Regions from separate parts of the Sus scrofa genome. Here region 2 is linked to region 1. Evidence: chromatin contacts called from public HiChIP or PLAC-seq data. All regions are on one chromosome and are shown on one strand. The core of a region is the stretch at or near the end of the contact, and the rest is flanking DNA. Distances in the headings are between cores, read along the strand shown.

Region 1 (3,819 bases), core at 1,016-3,515:
GGTTGCAGGTTCGATCCGTGGCCTCGCTCAGTGGGTCAAGGATCTGGCATTGCCGTGAGCTGTGGTGTAGGTCGCAGATGCTGCTCGGATCTGACATTGCTGTGGCTCTGGCATAGGCCAGCAGCTACAGCTCTAATTACACCCCTAGCCTGGGAACCTCCATGTGCCGCAGGTGGGGCCCTAGAAAAAGACCAAAAAAAAAAAAAAAAAAAAAATACAGCTTCAGTAATCAAAAAAGTATGATACTGGCCTGAAGACAAACATACAGACTAGTGGAACAGAGTAAAGAACCCAGAAACAAATCCTCACATGTATGGTCAAATGACCTTTGACAGAGGTGTAAAGGCTAGACAATGGGAAAGGATAAATGGTGTTGGGAAATTTTGAATATGGATGCCCACATTCAAAAGAATGAAGTCAGACCTTTATACCATCTACAAAAACTAACTCAAAATGATTTAAAGGCCTAAACATAAGACCTGAAACTATAGAACTCCTAGGTAAAAGCATGGGAGAAGGTGAATCTGGGATAAAAACCAAGAAAAATGACCTCAAACCCCTCTCTCTTCAATGAATATTCTGCCCATTCATTTTCACACCCGACATAGCCAGCTTATCCAAGAAGCTTAGGGCAGCTACTCATCTCAGTCTGCTCACTCTTCCCTTGAGCATGTAAATTCTCACTTTGCTTGTTTGACCTCCATGTGATATCTTTGAATTCTTTCTGCAATGAGACAAGAACCTACTCTCTGAAACCCTCTTTCCACCCTTCTTTGCTCCTCTTTGCTTCATTTCACTCTTTCCTGTACACTAACTTCTTGTGGCTTCCTGTCCACATGGCAGAATCCTAGTTCTAGGAGTGAGAACCCAACTGGCTGGCTTGGATCCCCTGGCCAAGTCCAGCTAACATTGCTTAACAGGGACTAGGTTTACCCTCCTGCTGAAAAAGATTAAACACACAAAACGTAGAAGTAATGGTTTTTTAACATGGATATCAGGTAGTACAGGAAGTCACCCTTGGTTGGTTCAAGATCTGAGTCACAGGAGGATCTCCTTGAGCCTTCAGCCAAGTACTGATCAGCCTGGAAAGAAACTGCTAGAAGCCAGGAAAAGAGCCACCTAAAGCATTAGAAGTAACACTTCTTGGAGCCTTCTCAAGACCTGGAATGTTTTTTTTTTTAAACCAGTCAGAATAGTAAGCCTTATAATTCACTACTATCCAGTAGAGCATTCAGAAAAGAGTCATCAGTTTAGTCCTCCAGTCTGCTCTGATCCTGCCTAACAAAGATTAAAATCTAACCTGAAAGAATCCAACTGTTTCCAAGTAACTTAACTGCATCCCAGAACAAAGCTCAAAAATATTTACAGAAATACAAAAAATATCCACCATCCAAAGGGTAAAATTCATGATTCTGGCATCCAGCTAACCCTCAGCTGAGGAAAAGAAGCAGAGAATGACGAGGAATGAACAATGCTTTATCTCAGAAAGTCTATGAATCACCACCTCTCCCATCTTGAAAAATACGGGAGTTCCCATTGTGGCTCAGTGGTTAACAAATCCGACTAGGAACCGGTTTGCCAGTTTGATCCCTGGCCTTGCCGGATTAAGGATCCGGCATTGTCGTGAGCTGTGGTGTAGGTTGAAGACACAGCTCGGATCCCGTGTTGCTGTGGCTCTGGCATAGGCTGGCAGCTATAGCTCCGATTAGACCCCTAGCCTGGGAACTTCCATATGCTGTGGGAGCAGCCCTAGAAAAGGCAAAAAGACGAAAAACAAAAAAAAAAAAAAAAAAAAACTTTGTCCCCTCTTAGTGAAAATGTAAAATGATGCTGATGCTGTAGAGACAGTGTGGCAGTTCCTCAAAAAATTAAAAATAAAATTACATGTGACCCAGTAACTCCACTTCTGGGTATATACTCAAAAGAAATGAAGGCAGAGTCTCAGAGCTATTTGCACATTATTCTCAATAGCCAAGAAGTAGAAGTAACCGTAAATACCCGTCAACAGATGAATGGATACAGAAAATGTGGCGCATATATGCAATGTAATCAGCCCTCAAAAAGAAGTAATTCCTGTCATCTGCTACAACGTGGATGACCTTGCTAATGTAATGCTAAGCAAAATAAGCCAGTCACAAACAGACAGTTCCTGCATGATTCCACTTATAAAAGTATCAAAAGTAGTCAAACTTTTGGAAACAGAAAATAAAGTAGTGGTTACTAGGGCCTGGGGGAAGGAGGAACTATTGTTCACGGGATCCTGAGTTTCAGTTTTACAAAATGAAATGTTCTAGAGATCTATTATGTAACAATGTGCATAAACACTAATGCAGTGTACACTTAAAAAGGGTTATGATGGCAAACTTTATGTGTTTTTGGCCTCGGTCTTTTTTACAAGTTAACATAATAATCACAAAAAAATTTCAAAAATACAAAAAAGAAAGAAAAATATGTCCTGAATAAAAAAAAAATAAACTGTACTAGACCAAAATTTGTTTCTTGTTTTTAAACTGTATAGGAAAGCTACTAAAATTAAAAACTACAAAGCTGCTTCTAAGTCACGCTGTTATTTCTAGAAAATGTGGGGATTTCCTAAGACCTTTTCCTCTCCGGTGGCTCGCATTGACACACAGACACCTCGGTTATGTGTCTTTCCCTCTGAACTCAAGGAAAGGCAAAGATTGGAAAATTTGAGCTCTGGTTATGAAAACTTTATACAAGTATAGTCCCAGTTGGGGAGAGAAGATCTATAGTTGACCCCTGAACAACTGCAGGAGGGGTTAATATAATTTTTAAACAGCCCTCCCTATCCAAGTTTCCTCCACATCTAATTTCTGTATGTTTTCCAAAAAATTCAAGTGCCTCCTACTTTCAGTAACAGCTGCATAACATTTTTTACAACAGACCTATAACATCCCTCTTCTGCCTTAAAAAAAGCGTGATTATAAATTATGAAAACGGCTTTGGTGATGGGGGGACTTTCACCTACACAGGCTAAGAATGTTTTTGTTTTTGTTTTCATCTAGATTCTGTACTTCTGCTGCCGATATGAAGATTAGATTATTTACTTCAGATCTTCAAGATAAAAATGAATACAAGGTATGTTGTCAAGTATAATTTTTAAATTTCTTTTGATTTTTAAATTGGATTTATTCTAATTTAAAATGTCTTTGTGGTTGTCTTTTAAAAAGGTGGTTTGGGACCTCATTTACTCTACTTTTGGGGGCTATAGTAAGCAACTAAGTTGATGATAATAACTGCAGATTACAAATCTAATGTTACGTATTAAATTAAAAATTAGGTAGGCACAGCAAATGAGCAAGAATTAGATTCAGTATAATAAACATGAACACACATAGAGTACGAGTTGAATTTCAAGGGGACAAATTCAGTACAGCATAGTGCAAGGCAGGATTAGAAAATGATTAAAAGCACAGACACGGGGACCAGACCATCTGGGTTTGAAGCCCAACTCTACCACTGTAGTAATAGTACGACTTTGGTCGGGTTCCCAAATCTTTTTGTTTTCATTTCCTTATTTGCAAAATGAGAATGATCATAGCATCTGCCTCATAGGATTATGAGCATTAACTGAGCTGATTCATATAAAACACTTAGAACAGTGCTTTGTACATTGTAAGCCCTGTATATATGCTTTCTATTAGTGTAATAAATAGCCCTGTAAAACATGTCAGAGGAAGACAAATACTGTATGATCTCACTTATGTGTGGAATTTTTAAAAGCTGAACTCATAGAAATGGAGAGTAGAATGGTGACCATCAGGGCCTGGGGGTGGGTGGGAAAAGAGGAGATGATGA
Region 2 (4,396 bases), core at 1,846-4,345, 190 kb after region 1:
TTACTGTCTTCAGGAGTCAAATGAAGCTGTTTCACAGAATAGAAGAAACAATGGCATTTTAAAAGATGCTTTAAAATCTTTGTAAGGAAATATAAATCCAGCCTAATGTTTAAGACAAAAGACTTTTTCATATCGATAAATTTGTTCAAGTTAATTGGATAAAAGGACATAACCTGTTTCTGTTCCAGGATGCTGCCCCTCAGCATGGCTCATAAGAACTTCCTCTGGAGTTCCAGTGGCTCAGTGCTAATGAACCAGACTAATATCCATGAGGATTCTGGTCTGATCCTTGGCCTCGCTCAGTGGGTTAAGGATCTGGTGTTGCCATGAGCTGTGCTGTAGGTTGCAGACGTGGCTCAGATCCCAAGTTGCTGTGGCTGTGGTGTAGGCCGGTGGCTGTAGCTCTGACTGGACCCCTGGCCTGGGATCCTCCATATGCTGTGGGTGTGGCCCTGAAAAAAACAAGAAACAAAAAACAAAAACAAAAAGAACCTCCTAGAACTGAGTATGTGAAACTCTGGCCTGAAAAGCTGATTCTGCTAAAACCCTCTCATTTTAATACCTAGTGATTTGTCTCCAAAGTTGAAAGCAAAGAAAGGCTTCCTACACCAAGAAAACTTTATAACCCTACAAACAGTTCTATAAATCTTACAGTTAACACAAGCTAAAAGTTGAGGAGATACATTTCAAGAGAAAACATGAGTATATTCAATCCATAAACAGGACAAGGAAATGGAGAATGAAATATCTTAGGAACCAGGGTATACAGTTTGTTGTTAAATTTCTCAATACTAGAACTGGTTTCTCTGTGCTTAGAAATTTTGTAATTAAAAATTTCCGTCTCTAAATGACAAAAACGAAACCCCAAACCATAGATTTAGACCTCACATTTTGTATAGCTCTGATTTTTAAAAGAGAAATGCAAACTTAATCAACTATACTTCCATTAAAAAATAAATTAAAAAATACAAAGCTTAATACTTAGAAGTACATGATGGCATCATGTCTTTTTACTCAAGCTTGCCCACTTTGTACACAAACCAGCATTTGATATGACTGTAAATGTTATTTTGAAAGATGGGAAATTTCCCACCCCAAAAGACCACAGCTTCTCAATTTTATTTTTTGTTAAATACCTCTCTGGGGGAAAAAAGGAAAAGAAAAAAAGGAAGGGAAGGAGGGAGGGATGGTTTTCATTCTTCTAAATCAGAATATACAAGTGTGATAAATTTATTATTTTGGGGGATGGCCACATCTGCGGCATATGGAGGTTCCCAGGCTAGGGGTCAAATCTGAGCTGCAGCTGCCGGCCTACGCCACAGCCACAGCAACTCGGGATCTGAGCCGAGTCTGCGACCTACACCACAGCTCATGGCAACGCCGGATCCTTAACCCACTGAGTGAGGCCAGGGATTAAACCCACAACCTCATGGATACTAGTTGGCTTCGTTACCAATGAGCCACAATGGGAACTCCAATTTTTTTTTTTCTTGAAAATGAAACCAGCTATAAAAAGAAAAGGCTAAATGTATTTTAAGTGATTTAGAAAAGTAAATCATATAGAGCTTTTTAAACCGTCTTGATATGGACTAGTAAATCAAACCATCTAATCACCTTCGTGTGGGGAGAAAGGAAGAGTCTGGCCTCTTGGGACTCCACAAGGCTGTTACTTTAAGTACAATATCAATATTTGATGTCTTTAGCCAAGCACTACAAAGAAAAATAAATATTTTCACATGGCTCATGAAATCGACCCTGTGGAAGGAAAGTAAACAGATACTGAAGTGTTCTGACATATTTTTCCATTTGCCTTTCACACCATTCTTTTGCCCAAAGATTTTTTTGATCTAACCAGACAATGTTGAGATATTTTCTTAATGATTTACCCTTTTCTCCCAATTGTTGTCCTGAGGCATGTTGACACTTGGCTGTTAACCTCGGCTTTCTCCATGGCTTTGGGGGGTGGGGTGGGGGTGTCAGGCTTACAAGGACACTGACAGATGTGATGGAAAAGGATACTGGGGATGACGGCTGCACAGGAGACGGCAGAGATGGCCATCCGGACATGACACGTGGAAAGGCGGTTCCACTGGGGACACGACTTGTAGGAGATGATGGACTGCAGGAGCGTGTACACGACACCGCAGACAAATGCCAAGAGGGCGCCACCGTCGTGCACCACCGGGACAGCTAACTCCTGGAGAGAAAGTCACACATGAGATGTTACACATCGAGAGCCAAATGCACGGGCATATCCACTTAGGGACATTATATATGAAATAAAAAGTACTTCTGGATTTTCTGTTTGGCTCAGCAGAAAGAAACCCAACTAGGATCCGTGAGGAGGCAGGTTCAATTCCTGGCCTCGCTCAGTGGGTTAAGGATCCAGTGTTGTTGTGAGCGATGAGGTGGGATCACAGACACAGCTCAGATCTGGCATTGCTGAGGCCGTGGCATAGGCCAGTGGCTACAACTCTGATTTGCCCCCGGAGACCGGGAACCTTCGTGTGCCGTAGGTGTGGCCCTAAAAAAAAAAGAAAGAAAAGGAAAAAATATTCTTTAGAAGGGAAATGACTCAGATCAGACAGGAATTTTGGAGAAAGGTTCAGACGACGTCTGGCACCTTTTTGGAAACTCTCTTGTTAATTGAAAAGATAGTAAAAAAAAAAAGAGAGAGAGAGAGAAAATTGACTGTCAAGTGGGTTCAACCTCAGAAAACTTAACTTTTCCAAAAAGGAGATTTCTTGAGGTGCAGGAAAGCACTGACAGAAACTGCTTGGTGAGGACACAGCAAAAAAGTAGCCATCCTAGAGTTCCTAGTGGCTCAGTGAATTAATGGTCTGGCATTGTCACTGTTGTTGCTTAGGTCACTTTTGCGGCACGCGTTCGATCCCTGACCCAGGAACTTCCGAATGCTGAGACCAAGAAAGAAAGGGGGGAAAAAGTAGCCATCCCACCCACCAGTTCAGGAACAAGAACTTCTGATAAATGCAATTAACTCCCACTCAGGAAAAAGCGCCAGTCAATGCTCTCTCTTGCCCCCACATCTCTAGTTCTTCTTGAGGTAACAGCTCAAGCTGGTTTGCTCATGGCATGTCGAAAATGAATTACAGGATATCAAACACGGAAGTCGTAAAAAACTATATTTATGGGAACAATGACAAGGCAAACACTTTGCTCTAGGGGAAAGAGAGTCTATTTCTGGTCCATGTGAAGATGGAAACACTTCACAGAAGCTTTAAAGGGAAGCAAAAGCTTCATGCTCTAACCCCCTAAGTCTTCTTCCTAAAGTCTGTCCTTTTTGGTTTAAACATTGACAGCCGTATCATTATGATGTTGCGATGCTGTATCATTGTGACGGGATATCATAGAGTGCACACCCTCCCCCCACGGAACACTTCATACCCACACTCTTCTAGACAAATTAAGTCATTCCAGCTCTCCCTTGTCCCTTTCTTTTTCTTTTTCTTTTTTTTTTTCTTTTTAGGGTTGCACCCTAGGCATATGGAAGTTCCAAGGCAAGGGGTTCAATCAGAGCTACAGCTGCCGCCCTACACCACAGCCACAGCAACACTAGATCTGAGCCGTGCCTGTGACCTATACCCCAGCTCCTGGCAACGCTGGATCCTTAACCCACTGAGCGAGGCCAGGGATCAGATCCTTATCCTCATAGATACTAATTGGATTTGCTGCACCACAATGGAACTCTCCCTCTTCCCTTTCAAATTTTTTTTTTTTTCCAGCATGCTTTCTGATGCTAGAACTATGAACTGTGTGCATGCTTTTTCTCACTGAGATTCCCTCATTCTGGCTTTGAGGTGAACTCTTCCTGGCAGGTTCTGGGCAGACTGCTTCGATTCAAAGGTAGCTTGTGCCTTTCATGACTCCTGTGATCTTGGGCAAGTGCTACCTCTCTGGGTCTCCTTTTCTCCATTGATAAATGAGGACAGTAATATTACCTATCTTCTAAGGGCGATGTTAGAATGATACGTGTCACGGCATGAAATATTTTCAAAAATGTCTATCGCCTAGAAAACCTCCATACATGTTGTGATGAAACCCAAAATGCGCACAATCATAAAATGTAAGGAAACAGCACAGTCTCTGCCATGTGACACATGTCACAGACAACTAGTGGTGTTTGTTTCCTCATACAGAGAGGATAAGGATAGGAAAGCTCAGTGGAGCCAGAAGGAAACTGAGTTCACAAGATGCCCCCCAACAAGCCTCATGCACTTGCTCCAGGGAGGCTGCAAATTCCGCTCTGGCCCTTCGCCAGTGTTAACAAGGGAACACTGGTGCGTAGGGATTTCTAACGTCCCCCAATGAAAACCTGTTGGGCGCTAGACCTGAGCGTCTCTCCCTGCACCAGGCTATCTTGAAGATTCTGCGTAAT

Evidence for each region. HiChIP or PLAC-seq counts read pairs in DNA pulled down with a chosen protein or histone mark.
Region 2: an H3K27ac HiChIP or PLAC-seq map of alveolar macrophages shows a contact between it and region 1. The contact joins two enhancer-like sites. A contact is called at or near these places in 1 of 47 Hi-C or Micro-C datasets (embryonic fibroblasts) and 1 of 2 datasets of contacts at active chromatin or transcription factors (alveolar macrophages).

What each region holds. Positions count from the first base shown.
Region 1 is chr5:82,107,261-82,111,079 of Sscrofa11.1, forward strand. NUP37 (nucleoporin Nup37) reads left to right here. Exons shown (of 10, transcript XM_021092659.1): 4 at 3,027-3,099. Among named protein-coding and RNA genes, the nearest start is that of PARPBP, 17 kb to the left of the region's middle. Within about 2 kb of position 2,266, at least 16 of the 83 cell types and tissues checked have an H3K27ac peak or open chromatin away from gene starts, as enhancers often do. A contact at or near this core is called in alveolar macrophages, where this site is marked.
Region 2 is chr5:82,300,221-82,304,616 of Sscrofa11.1, forward strand. The region is part of intron 4 of GNPTAB (N-acetylglucosamine-1-phosphotransferase subunits alpha/beta); the gene reads left to right. DRAM1 (DNA damage regulated autophagy modulator 1) reads right to left here. Exons shown (of 7, transcript NM_001190286.1): 4 at 2,020-2,197. Among named protein-coding and RNA genes, the nearest start is that of DRAM1, 23 kb to the right of the region's middle. Within about 2 kb of position 3,096, at least 5 of the 83 cell types and tissues checked have an H3K27ac peak or open chromatin away from gene starts, as enhancers often do. A contact at or near this core is called in alveolar macrophages, where this site is marked.